Regions from separate parts of the Zea mays genome. Here region 2 is linked to region 1. Evidence: chromatin contacts called from public Hi-C data. All regions are on one chromosome and are shown on one strand. The core of a region is the stretch at or near the end of the contact, and the rest is flanking DNA. Distances in the headings are between cores, read along the strand shown.

The links. A called contact is a pair of places that touch in the nucleus more often than the background predicts.
Region 2: a Hi-C map of ear shows a contact between it and region 1, with 2.7 times the contacts expected there. The contact joins the promoter of LOC100285883 here to the enhancer-like site in region 1. A contact is called at or near these places in 3 of 25 Hi-C or Micro-C datasets (ear, root tip and tassel).

What each region holds. Positions count from the first base shown.
Region 1 is chr4:150,351,454-150,358,609 of Zm-B73-REFERENCE-NAM-5.0, forward strand. No RefSeq gene overlaps it. Among protein-coding and RNA genes, the nearest start is that of LOC111591422, 7.0 kb to the right of the region's middle. Within about 2 kb of position 4,683, at least 17 of the 20 cell types and tissues checked have an H3K27ac peak or open chromatin away from gene starts, as enhancers often do. A contact at or near this core is called in ear, root tip and tassel, where this site is marked.
Region 2 is chr4:150,506,861-150,514,016 of Zm-B73-REFERENCE-NAM-5.0, forward strand. LOC100285883 (lysosomal protective protein) reads left to right here and starts at 4,697. Exons shown (of 7, transcript NM_001370727.1): 1 at 4,697-5,027. The coding sequence starts at 4,763.

The DNA of each region.
Region 1 (7,156 bases), core at 3,433-5,932:
TATGTAATAATGATACTTGTGACATTTATCTCTAGACACTTTGTCATTATATGTGATGTTCTTCTTTAGCGCACATATGAGACACACCCGACTTTATCCCTTAAATTCGGGTGTGACAAACAAGAAGGTCCCTTTGGGAAGGAAGCGCAAGGAGAAGGGCGAGGAATCGGTTAGCTTGGGTTTCTTGTCCTACAAGTGCTACAAGAGGAAGGACGACAAGAAGAAGAAAATGAAGAAAGTCATATACTATGAGACCGAATCATTGACGTTGCCATCAACCTCGAGTAGTGGCGAATCCACCTCCAAGAAGTGCCACCAACAAAAGACGGTTAAATCAAACTATATTCGATCCTCTTTCAATTACTCTCGCATTCCTCACAATACGACTACTCCCTTACTATCGGCTCCACTTGGAAAACTACCACATTTTGATGGTGAAGACTATTCTTGGCGGAGCCACAAAGTGAAGGTGTTCTTGTTGAATTAGGATGAAGATACCGAATAGTGACGACTACTACTACAATCCAGTGGAGGCGAAGCAAATCATACACTGCAACTCGCAAGCCACCATGTGTACCAACTCAAATACATCAATTAAAAAGCAATTCAATTTTAGTTGTTAAATATATTACAGATTAAAATGCAAACCAATGTATGTTGCACTCATTATGAGAGCATGATTTTTGGTTGTTAATGAGTTAAGGGATTTTGTTTTTATTTAATTTATTCTTTTGTGAAGTCCAATTTATTGAAATAATAGAAATTTGTCTAAAAATTTTTATTAGGTATTTTATTTGTGAAAATATTAATTTTGTATTTATTATATTTTTTGCAATATTTAAATATATATATATATTCGTGTACATCTATTCTTTAAAAAAGATAAAGAAAAAACAAAACTAGCTACTCGATTGAGGCCCACCTGACCAGCTGACTCAGCGCTCAGCGCCCCCACCCTCCTCTCCTGTTAGACCGATGGCGGCCCCTATTCCCTTGGCCCTCGATACCAAGGGACGCTGTCGCTGCCGTTGATTCGTGCTGAGGATGTCGTCACCCCGCTGGCCCTTCGCATCCTGTGCCTGAGCCACCGCTTAGTGGTGCAGCTGGCGACTAGTCCTCTAATTACAAAGCTAACTACACAAATGAAGAAATGATAAGGCAAGCCTACTAAGAGTAATGAGTCCATAATTTGCTCATGTGATGCTACAGTATTTTTTTGCTAATCTAGTATTAATTATACTTAATAAATTGGGACATTTACATTTGAACCACTATTCTAAACGTCTTGCTCAGATCTACCCGCCCAAATTCTCTCCTCGGTTTTCCCCTCCCACCTCCATACTTGGCTCGGAAATAACCTCACGGCGCCCTTCCGTCCCATCGCAGCATCTTACAGGTGGACCAATGTAACACTCTGTCCACTCCTAGACTGGAGTTTCTTACTCTTGGCAACTCTCTAAGATCATATATTGTCCCCATATACAACACGAGTCTTTTGTGCGCACTTTGTCTTCACTCATGCGCACCCGAGAAAATTTCCCGGTCGGTCACCCATCCCAAATTGCTCAAAGCCAAGCACGGTTAACTTGGAGGTTCTTTCGAGATAGGCTTCCGAAAAAGAAGACACACCTTGTTGGTATAGATACTCTATTAATTATATTAAGTCTTGGTCCAGAATATCATCATCCCAAGGGAAGGATATCACAACCAAAGCCTTACAGGTGGGACACGCCACCTCCACACTTTTTCCTTTCCCCTGCTTTCTCTTCCTAAATCGAATCGCACGTGAAGAAGGGGAAAGAGCGTGGGCCCCACCTGTAAGTCTTCGGGGCCACTTGTAAGATATCTAACGGACGGAATCCTACTGTAAGGTGATTTTTGAGTATAAGTTTAGGTGAGAGGACAAAACTGAGTAGAGAATTTAGACAATGGTAGAACTGAGCAGTGTGCCTAGACTAGTGGGCGAACTATAAAAATTCCTAATAAATTTGTCTCGTCGTCTAGTATTCATCTATATAATTAGTTTTAAACTATATTTAATATTCGTCTCGTCGTCTAGTATTCATCTATATAATTAGTTTTAAACTATATTTAATATTTGTAATTGATATTAAATATTTAATATGACAAGAACTAAATATTAGACACAAACCAAACAGCCCTAAGAATGGACTATATTTTAGAAGGAGATACAATGTAGGCGACGACTACAGTGATGTCATCCGGCTTCCCTCCCGTCAAGAGACTCTTCCCTAGCTGTCTCCGGCCCAAGCTGTACGGCGAGTCTCTGTAATCGCAGCCTGCAGCCTCGCAAGCGAAGCCCGCTAGGACCTCCGCCATGTTCAGTGGCGCGAACCCCAGCGTCGTGCCCATCCGCACGATGCCCTCGATCTCGTCGTCAAACACGTTGTCGAACAACCCGTCCGTGGCCAGAATCACAATGTCGCCTTCCTTCGCCGCTACCTCGCCGACCAATGCGTCGGAGACCCTGGTTCTGTCTTGCCTAGAGCTGAGCTGGTAGGGGCAGTTGAAGTAGTGCTGCTGCGTTGGCGAGCGGCACAGGATCCTGCCATCGCGGAGCACCGCAAATCCGCTGTCGCCGACCAAGGCCCACTTGAGGGTGCTGCCGACGAGGGAGACGATTGCCGCCGTGGACGCGCCAGGCGTATGCGCCGCGGCCGTCATCTGGTGCGCCCGCTCCAGCAGCGCGCGGGGGCAGAAGCGCGTGCCAGGCACGGGGGCCTTCGCCACCTCCGCGTAGGCGTTGTTCATGAGCCCGCGAGAGAACGCCGACGCGTCGACGCCCTGGCTACGATACCCGCCGACGCCGTCCGCCACGCCAATAACGCAGGCCTCGGCGTGCCCGAAGTGATCGTCCTCGTCGTGCTTCTTTATGTAGCATGACCCCAACTCCATCGCCAGGTCGCAGCCCATGGCTATGGGATCGCTGGCGCAGTCCATGGCCATGGGATTCTTGTCGCAGTCAATGGCTTTGGGGTCGCTGGCGCCGTCGTCGTCGAGCGGCGCGAGCAGCACCGCGGCGAGGTTAGCTGCGTCGTCCTGTTGGCCAGTGGTCGGCCGCGATGCGCGGTATATGCCGAAGGCGGCGCGGAGGGCGTCGGGGATCCGCCTGTCGAATTCGATCATGGTTTCCGCCATATGCTTCTCCATCTTTCCTGTGTTCCTGGAAGTGCAGGTGCAGGGACAACCCTATATATGAGGCAGACGTACGAATCAAAGGCGGCGGGGGCATCTTCGGAGTTCCGAGTTCGGAGTTCGGACTCGTTGTTATTGTGTTCAGTTTTGGCTTATGATTTTTTTAGGAAACCCCCCACCCTGCCACCAGATGTATCTGATCTCATTCCCACGAATCGTTATCTCTCGACTGCCGCGCATCAACGTTTTCTGCGATCCATGAATCCATTTCGTCCTTGTCATCTTCCCCGTCGCGACCATCTCCACTGGAGCGGCGCCATGGCGAAAGAATGGTCTGGCCGGTGCTGGCTCCGACGACGAGGCGGTGGACGGCACGCGGTTCATGCTGGGCGGCGGAGGCAGGGCCATCTCTTCAGTGGGTTCAACGCGTACTGGCTGATGCTGGTGGCGTCGAAGCCGGCGCGGAGGGGCAAAGCAGTGTTGGCGGCGCTCCACCAGGCGGCCTCTCACGGGCTCAACCTCGCACGGACCTGGGCATTCAGCGATGGCAGGGACACGCACACGCCACGACAGTACGTGCATCTACCTCCGCCTCACCAACGACTTCCACGAGTTCGGCGGCAAGCGGCAATACGTGCAATGGGCCAGGGACGCCGGCCACCGACGATGACTTCTTCAACAGCACGCCGTTGTCAGGACAAGAGCTACGTATATGTAGACACACACAGCACACAGGAAAGCACACCATCTTCTGTCTCCATAAACAAGATCATACATCACTACAGAGGGTCGGTGTCACAGCGGCAGCCTTCAGCATACAGGTGGAAAGACCACGACGAGGTAGCAGGGATACGGTGGCTTCAGTCGGCGGCGATGGTTGGGTAGCAGGGATATGGTGGCTTCAAGCCTTCAACGAGTACTGGCTGATGCTGGTGGCTTCGAAGCCGGCGCGGACCAGAAGCAAGTAAAAGCCAATGTAGCATTAGTATCCAGAAGCAAGTAAAAGCCAGCTTCACTCGTGTGTTTAATTGCTATGTACCATACCAATCTGTTTGTACCATTTTCCAACAATTAGATTGGGATTACATATTTTCAGTATGTTTAGAGAAGAATCTCTATTTCTAAAGAACAAAAACTGATCTGTCGGATTGCAGGACCATCATCAGATAGAAAAGAACTCAACATGACATAATTTAAAAAAAATAAAGGGATTTTTACGTTCAGCCACTAGTCTGCACACTTTATTCAGTTCTACCTAGGGCTGACAATGGGCTATAAATTTTACACTATAAGATTTAAGGATCGAAGCGGGTTAGGATCGGACTCTATTTCTAGTCATTTTTGAATTATAATTTATTTAGGGCCTTGACATTTTGTGAAGAACTATTTGATCACGATCCATTACCACCCCTAGTTCTACCCCCACCTCAATTCACTCAGTTTTTCCCTCCCAACATCGTTCTGCACTCAGGAATGTCCCTACCGAGAGTTCCGTCCGTTAACGTTGCCTGGCATGTGGGACATGCGGCCTGACATGTGGGACCCTTCCCCTTTCTCCCCCAAATCAGAGGAAACAGAGCCGACACCAGATTACCAGATCCCCGTGCTCTCGTTTTCCCCAGCAGCACATCTCCGTCCCAGCCCGTCTGCCCGCCGACGAGCTCGGCATGGCTTTGTTGCAGCTGTGCTAGCAATCCCGCCGCATCGGCGCATGCGGGTGAAGCAGCGACCGACTTCTCGAGCAGCGCCTCTTCCCGAGCTCGTTCCTGACCGCCGGCTGGCCAACAGCTTATACAGATCGCCTGCAGCCTGTTGGAGGCACGGCGCATGACGGCGAATCTCCAGCGCGCGGGCCTGCTGCTTCTCCGGTGTAGCTCCACGTTGAGCGTGCAGCAATGGCGTAGGGGAGCAGCCGCACCCGATAGCTTCTCTCTGCACGAGCGCATGCCGAATCCATCGCTCCGGCTGTCGAATCTACACCATGCGGGCTGCTGCTTCCCCGAAATCCACTGCATAGGTTGGCTTCATCTCAGCCACGCGCTCCTCCCCGGAGTCTGAACATTGACTTCGGCTTGCTGCATCTCCAACTTCGACGCAAGCGGGCACATCTCCATCGTGCAGGCATGTGAAGGCTCGCCTCCACCCTCACCGGAGATTTGGCTGTTCGGAGCCCGAGCGAGCACGCGGCTGCCTGAGACGCCAGCGGACACTGGTAGATCTCCAACGCCGGAGCCACGCACTGAGATCGATTTCCAACCTTCTTCCCTAAGCAGCAACGAGACGCCCCTCGAACGCCACCGTCGGGCACAGCTCGGCCCCGACCGCCTGCCCGTCGTCGCTCTGCCCGCCGTCCCTCTGCCGCCTGGTCGTCAATCTCTGGCCGCAGCGCAGGCGGGTCTCTTCCCGGAGCAACACTGCGACCCCCACTCCTTCCTCAAGTAATCCCCGAGCAGAGTAGTGTCGGGCAGCAAAATCATGGTTCCATGTTGTTGGTTCCATGCAAAAAAATGACGACAAAAAAAGTCCATATGGGACCCATATTTACAGCGCCGGCTATGTTGTTGGTTCCATCCAAAAAATGACAACAAAAAAAAGTCCACGACTGGGGACTCAAACCCAGGTGGCCCAACGCAAAAAAAGCACTAGAATAGATTACAAAGACCACTCAGACAAAATCGATTTTCAGGCTCCAATAGCAAAACAACGGAATACAGACTTCTATATGGCTTAAATGCCTTTTCAAGACAACAATAAATAAATAAATATAAAGAATGGTCAAAAATAGTGAAACTGAGCATAAAGTCATAATTTGGTCCTATTTGTTTGAGATAAAAAAATTCATAGGATTATTCAAAAGTTTGAATATAGGTGCTTCACAAATGGACACATCTCTCGTCGAGTTTCGTAACATTGAACCATAACTACACATTTTGAGCTATATTTCTTTCTTTTATTTATTTTTTTGCTTCAAAAGTGAATCACATATTCATATAACTGTTACAAACTTACTTCATGTGAAGATGCCCCCTTTTCGACTATTTGCTATTTTATATGGTTTAAATGTCTTTTCAAGGCAAAAATAAATATCAAATATGGTAAAAAAAGTGAAACTTGGCATAGAGTCGTAATTTGGTCCTAGTTGCTTGAGATAAAAAATTCATAGGATTATTCAAGAGTTTGAGTATAGGTGCTTCAGAAATGGACACATCTCTCGTCGAGTTTCGTAACATTCAACCATAACTACACATTTTGAGCTATATTTCTTACTTTTGTTTATTTTTTGCTTCAAAAGTGAATTACATGTTCATATAACTGATACAAACTTACTTCATGTGAAGATGCCCCTTTTTTACTATTTGCTATTTCATATGGTTTAAATGCCTTTTCAAGGCAAAAATAAATAAATAAATACCAAATATGGTCAAAAATAGTGAAACTTGGCATAGAGTCGTAATTTGGTCCTAGCTGCTTGAGATAAAAATTCATAGGATTATTCAAAAGTTTGAATATAGGTGCTTTACAAATAGACACATCTCGCGTCGAGTTTCGTAACATTCAACCATAACTACATATTTTGAGCTATATTTCTTACTTTTGTTTATTTATTTTTTTGCTTCAAAAGTGAATCGCATGTACATATAACTGTTACAAACTTACTTCATGTGAAGATGCCCATTTTGACTATTTTCTATTTTTTATGGTTTAAATGCCTTTTCAAGGCAAAAATAAATAAATAAATACCAAATATGGTCAAAAAAATAGTGAAATTTGGCATAGAGTCGTAATTTGGTCCTAGTTGTTTGAGATAAAAAAAATTCAGAAGATTATTCAAAAGTTTATTTACAATATTCACAAAAGGACCTTGGCTCCTAAAAATACTACAAAATGCCAAAAAAGGGAGCACAAAGTATAGGATTTGAAACCAGCACCTTGTACACCTACGGGCCAACTTTTTTGCAAATTGGCCCTTTTCGTGTTTTTTGCACAATTATGCCCCTGG
Region 2 (7,156 bases), core at 3,447-5,946, 160 kb after region 1:
GAGATGTGTCCGCCGTTAAAAGGGGGGCCTCGGGCGAGACGGAAGTCCCTCGAGGTCGGCTGCCCTTGTCCGAGGCTAGGCTCGGGCGAAGCGTGATCGAGTCACTCGTATGGACTGATTCCTGACTTAATCGCACCCATCAGGCCTCTGCAGCTTTATGCTGATGGGGGTTACCAGCTGAGAATTAGGCGTCTTGAGGGTACCCCTAATTATGGTCCCCGACAAGGGCTCTCGTACGAGAAGGTTGGCCGCACGGGAGAACGGGCCGACACACAAGGCTCCCTCTCTTTCTCTCTCCCACGCGGACACTTGTAACCCCCCTACTGCAAGCGCACCCGACCTGGGCGCAGGACAACATGAAGGCCACGGGTTTCCCCTTTGCTGTTTCTCACCCCCTTTTGTGCTTCATCTCACGCCGACCCATCTGGGCTGGGACACGCGGCGACAATTTACTCGTCAGTCCAGGGACCCCCCGGGGTCGAAACGCCGACAGGTAGTTATTTACAAAAATTAATTTTCATCACAAAGCAGATAATATCAAAATATAGAGGTGAGATCCTATTCGATTCACTAAGCATAATTAAGCTCAATAGCATTGTAGCACCTTAACTGAGGGTCAGTTTGGGGTTCATGTCCCGTGAAGCACTTTAGAATATATGACTGTCATGGCTCCAATATGATAGCAAAAAAATGTATTTCTGAAAAGCTACTACTGAGCCAAGTAGGGATTAAGTTCAACTCCTTCAATCGAACATCCAGAGCACGCTCGGTCTGTTGGACGTCTCCCATATGCAAAGCAGCGAGGGCTGTGGATGGAGGCGAGGTGCCAACCGGAGCCATGGTGGACCACAGGTCCTGCACCCCGCCCCCGGAGCTCGACGCGATGTCGTGCATCTCGTCGAGGTTGAGGCAGTAGACCACAGTCCACGCGCGAGCGTCCCAGACGGCAATGCGGTCTTGGCGGTCCCTCGCGGTGAGGCGAAGCGGGCGGCGGTCGTCGTCGTCGAGGGATGGGGTGCATGGGGGCGCCCAGCATATGACGGTGACGAAGGGGGCGTGGGAAGAGAAGGGCATAGGGAGCACGCAGATCTCATGGCGAGGATGTCAATGAGGTCTGGGTCATTCGGAACCACAACGGTGGTGTGGCAGCCATCGACGGCTGCAAGCTGGAGCAGACCGCCGTCCTTGGAAAAGCGCACGGGCTCCTTGCCGCGCTTGATGACGGACGGGAACACAATGTGGCGATTGTCTGCGCCCTCAGGAAGGTCGTAGGCGGACGCGGACGGCTTCAGAGCGGTGAGGAGCGAGTTGGAGAAGGGGTTAGCGGTCGGTGCGGGAGCCTCGATCTGGAGCTTGGGCGCCGGCACCGACAAGGGGGCGGGGGTCGTGGCTGAAGTGTCGGTCGCGAGCGCAGGCGATTGGAATGGGGGCAGGCATCGTGCGGCCCAGAGGTGTACGTAGGTTGTGCGTGCGATGAGGAGGTTGGCGCGGGCGTCATGGCGTGGGAGGCGGGCGCGGGTGTCATGGCGGGGGAATTACGAGCGGGGTCGATCAGGACGGGGGTGTGGGCGTCGAGCGAGGGGCCGAGGGCAATGGCGTGCGGGGTGGGACGCGAGGCGGGGTCATATTGTAGTGACAGCTCGACTCGTAGGGGGAGGCGAGGCGGGGGCATGGCCGCGCCGAGCGCCCACGTTCTATTCTTAACTAGAGGTAGCGATGTCGGTGTCGCAGCGGTGGTCTGAATTTTTGTTTCTATTTGTTTTAACTAAAATTATTTTGATATTACTATTCTTTTTGAAAGGGTGAATTTCAAAGTGTATTTATTCACCAGGGTCACTTTACTTTGGTTTGTTTTACAAAGATTTGACTATCCTAAAATCAGGATTTTGGGTGTTACATGATTGTACAAAATTGAGCTCCATTTTAGAAGATAAGCTCTGGTCCTCTTTACTTGAATCCAAACCCAAGCTCTTGGTTACCTTCGGAAGGAGTTGGTGAGCTCGACGGAGCTGAAGGACCCCAGGTTCTTGTACGGCCCCGGCGAGAGCCCATCATCAGCGGCACCCATCTGCCGCCTCGCGTCCACGGCGCTCCGCCGTCTCCTGTCCCACACCCTGTACGCCCCGAATGCAGCAGCAGTGACCACCGACACGACACCGACAACAAGGAGGGCCGCCTTGACCCCGCTCGTGCGCCCATCGCCGCGCCCTCGCGTCCCTTCCTCCTCCAGGCTCATGATCTTGAAGTAGCCCATCTTCCTATCGTCACTAGCCACCAGAAGCTGTGCCGGGTAGTCCATGACATAGCAGACCCCGGTCCTGTTGCTGTACACCGCGCCCCAGCAGCTGCAGTTGTGCTCGCACCGCGCCTCGCAGTCCGTCGTGGACGCCGCCTGCTCGGACCGCAGCAGCTCCTTGTTCACTGGCTCCACGCCCCACCGCCGCACCGCCCAGTACAGCCCGCCGACTTCTCCGCCCGTGGTGCCGCAAAGGTTGCTCGCGAAGGAGGCGGGCACGGCCGCGGCGTAGCCCGAGCCATCGGTCGCGTTGGCCAGGCACTCGCAGCTGCCGCTGGGCTCCGCGCAGACGATGTAGGCGCCGTAGGTGGTGGGCAGCTCGCATCGATCGTTGTCGTTGATGGCAGTGTAGTCAAGGGCCCACCGGGCGCCGTTCCAGTAGTAGGCACGGAGGTTCCTGTTGGGCTCCAGAGTCATGCGGCGGAGGGCGCGGACTCCGCGGTTGAAGGTGTCGAAGGAGAGCACGTCGGCGGGCGGCCCCTCCCTCTGGTACATGGCGGGGAAGCCGTCAGGCTCCACGCGCGCGTAGGTCGGGCCGCCGCCAGCCACGATCTGGGCCTTGGCCTCCATCGCCATGTGCTTGAAGTACATGGCCGCAGCAACGCCGCCCGAAGACGGCGGGGGCTCGATGTGCAGGCCGAAGTAGTTGCTCCCCAGCCGCATGGCGAAGCGCCGATCGAAGCTGTAGAGTTTCGTTGCGGAGGTGAAGTTCTGGCCCTGGACGATGGTCTTCGGCGGGTAGTCGAAGCTCTGCCACACCACGTCGGGCGAACTGCTGCCACCAGTGCTCTGGATTTGGAGGTTGGACGTGTTGAGGAGGACGGCGCGGTCGCCGGCCGAGGCAGAGGTGGCAGCGGTGGACCAGAGCACCTTGTCGGCCGCGCGGTCGGTGAGGACGAGGCCGCCGTCGAAGGAGAGGGAGGCGGCTGTAGACCATGGCGCGGGGCGGTCGGGGATCGCGCGCCAGAGCGGGAAGGTAGACGGGAGGTGGACGATGGCAAGGTCCAGCATGGTGGAGTTGACGCGGAGGAAGCCGAGCGCGAAGACACCCGTGGGGTCGGCGAGCACCGGCTGGAACTGCGAGTAGGAACTAGTCGTGAGCGACGGAGAGACCTTGCCGCAGCTCCTGTGCCACGGCCTCGCCTGCGGCGCCGCCGATCAAAGAAGATATAAGCGCCGCCGCAGCCACGAACTGCACTAGTACTATTGCTTCCATGTTCGCAATCGGTGGTCTGTAGCCCCATCTAATCCTGCACCAACACAAAGACACAACGTAGCTGGATTGGACATATTATGTTACAATCTTCATAAGATGGGGCGGTGGAGGCTGACAAGCAGCGGTGGCGCTGGGCACTGGAGGCCGCGGCCACGGGTGGAGGCGAGCAAGCGGGCGGGGGCGCAGGGCTGGATGCCGCGACCGCAGATTAGGGTTTCATGGAGATGGGCCTCGGACAAATTGGCAGATGGGCCTCACACGGCGCATGTGTCTGTCTTCATTTTTTGCAAGGTAAAATTAGTACCACATTGCCCACCGGTTGGTGTTGAAACCTGCTTATATGTCTTCCTGTGCACATAGTAGTATGATTGTTATCACACGGCGCATGTGTCTTCCTGTGCGCGTGACATGTGCAGTAGTACTATTTTTTGTACAAAAATGCGTTATGGGCTAAACCGGGAGCATGCACGCAGGAGCAAGCGGGTCCTACCTGTCAGAGACCACACGACAGAACACAAAAAGGCAGACTATTATTACTAACTTAATAAGTAGTAGAGATTTGTCTAGTGTTGCCTTCAGGACTAGGGAGGGTCGTCGTCCTACCCTCATCCTCTCATATATCTAGGTACCTTCCCTATTGATGATAGTCTCAAACTGGCAACCGTTCTCCTCTATCACCACAACAAGTAGCATCATCGGTGCCTTTTCTTTCCCACTGCAATACCAGTAGGCTAGCGACCTCCTTTATTAGTTAATTCGGAATTATTATAATCTACTCAGATTATATAATCTAACTTATTTAATCTGAGTAGATTATAATCCTAAACAAACAAACCATAATAATAGATACTATTGATCTTTATTCTTTACTGTCAACTTATTAGTTACCTCTCTACTATTAATTATACATGGTCCAGCGATATCTCTCTCTTTTTTTATGTCTAAGCTAGCTGTACAGCTTCTTTCTGCTCTCTGCTATCCTCTGGTTTCTTGTCCATGCGTAGTCAACTTAACATTTTCTCTCTACTTTTACCGACGCAAACGCAATCACGGCCGCATGCAGCCGGGAGCAGGGCTCTACGGTTTTTATGGAAGCGTCGGCCGCCGTGGCACTCTCTCTCGGTCAGCGGAGCCTGTGTGTATATATAGCCACCCGGAGGGGGCGAGATGTGCACCACGCACCAGCAGCAGCGAGGAGCTAGAGCAGCGGCAGAGCGCGCGGCGCACACCACGCATCGTCCTAGCTCACGATGGCGGGCGCCTGGTCCTTGCTCGCGCTCTCCCTATCGCTCTGCTCCGTCGCGGCCGTCGCGGTGCAGCAGGTGAACACGGTGGCCGCGGCGCAGCAGGCGGCGGACCGGGTGGCGGGGCTCCCGGGGCAGCCGCCCGTGGGGTTCGCGCAGTACGCCGGGTACGTGACCGTGAACGAGACGCACGGCCGCGCGCTCTTCTACTGGTTCTTCGAGGCCACCGCGTCGCCCGACAAGAAGCCGCTCGTGCTCTGGCTCAACGGCGGTACGTACGTATGCTATAGCTACTATACTATAGCTTCGATCCTCCGTCCACCCCGTGTTCTGCCGCAGCTAGCTAGCTACACCTACGACCACTCCGCGCTGTCTGCTCGTACTCTTCACTCGCACTCGCCATTATTATCTCCCGCGCGCGCTGCTTGCCTCCGTGATTGTCGTGGATAGAAGCTTCTACTTGTGCATGTTTCTTGAGCTCGGCGGCGGCCATGGCTTCTGTCTCCAACATGGTACGTTACAGATAAGGCGCTTATGGCTCTGGCGGCGACAAACACTCAATTAGTTGAGACGTTCATTTCCACCTTGGAAGTCGACGATATGATAATCAAGAAGCGGGGAAGTGGTTAGGCTAAGCTAAGTCGCTGATTGCTAGCTGAGGGACTGACGCATGCATGACGTCTCGGATTCTGAACTGTGATACCAGGACCAGGAGCTATAGCGCTGCTGATGTTTGAGTAACACAGTAGTACTACGACAGTATATATTACTCCCAACCGATTAATCACACAGGACAGTTAGAGGGCGGAGGAGCTAGCTTAGCTACGCTATCACATCAAATGATCACGATCACCATTAATTGGACGTTTTCTGTTGGAGGTTGACGCTGTAACCTGAACCTTAGTATATGTACGTACGTATAGCCACCACTACTATAGCCAGTCATTGTTTCCCACATGACTTCTCTCTATACGTGTGCCATCACCATTATGTTGCACACACCGTTTTGTTAACCTTAAATAATGCGGCACGTTTAATTCGAACAAAATAATCACACAGCTGATATTTCAGTTCTAGGAATGTGGATTTTTCTTGAAAAAAAACACATATGCATGTACTCATCTCTATATATTTTTTAAAAAAAAAAGGAATGTTCGAACGGAAGGGAATAAAACTCCGATCCCACTGTACTGGGCCGGATATGCCCGTCGTTACCATCCCAATCCGAATTTGACCACACCAACGCCCTCATCATGTATGCATGCGTACATATATATGGTCAAGCAGACAACGACATAGGGCGTTCCACTTGCGTGCTCGGCCAGTGCGTGAGCCCGGAGTGTCGCTGGTGCGGCTGGCCACAAGGAGAGCACGATTTGTTGACGCATAGCGCATAGTACGCTACACATCCTGGATTTATTTCGATCTGGTCCATTTGCTAGTGGTGCTGCTGGTACCCACTCGACGTAGAGTGCACATGAGCCTTAAGCTTCGAGAAGGGTATAGGCGCCACGCACTACGGCTAGCTGTGGCTACAGTGCCGCGCGCCCCACACAGCGATGATGAGGCTCCATTTGCTGACTCTCTGACTGCAATGGCTAGCTAGGTCGTGTGCATATATGCTGCCTTTTGCTTGCATTGCCTGGCATGGTCAGCTAGCACTCTGCAAGCCGCCAGCAGTCAACACACGCTCCCGGGAACAAAGGGTACGGTGTCGCTAGCTAGCTTCTGTATGAGAGAGTGAGGAAACCTTGTGGCCCAATTCACGTATAGCCCGGGGATGCCTACGATGCGAAGGCGTTATTATTATTTTTTCCCCAACATCCCAAGCAAAGTGTGAGCTAGGGTCCACCGGTTAGTTTTGCTTGCACCGGCTGAGCTGTTCGACGTCGCGTCGGCACACCCCTGTCTGGGGGGTAATATGTTAGTTGGAAACGTGTGAGGCGCCGTACGTCGTCCATATATGGAGGATGCATGATTGAGCTATGTATGTTAGTATAATATATACTTGCAAGTTGGAAACGTTTGTCCTGCTAGTACATACTACTAGATATATCCCTCTAGTCTACTACTATCTGATAAAGACGCTAGCTGATTTCAAATCGTGGTTAGATTCGTTAGAATGGATCGGAGGGAGTAACGATTGGATTTGTTAGACTGATCGTTGTCTCGTTTCAGCTTTTGTGGAACCGAGTCCAATCAGGTGCGGTGCTAGTACAGGTAGTTAGGACGACACAGTTTTCTTCTGCAAGTAAACACATGTGTGTTTTCTGGACAGAGAAAATTAAAAGTTCGATTTGTACAAATTAAATTAAAGGCATCAATCTTATCTGTTGTGTATGTACGTACGTTGATCCCCCTCGCGAATGGTATATTATTCCGTCTCGAATTAAGGTCGGT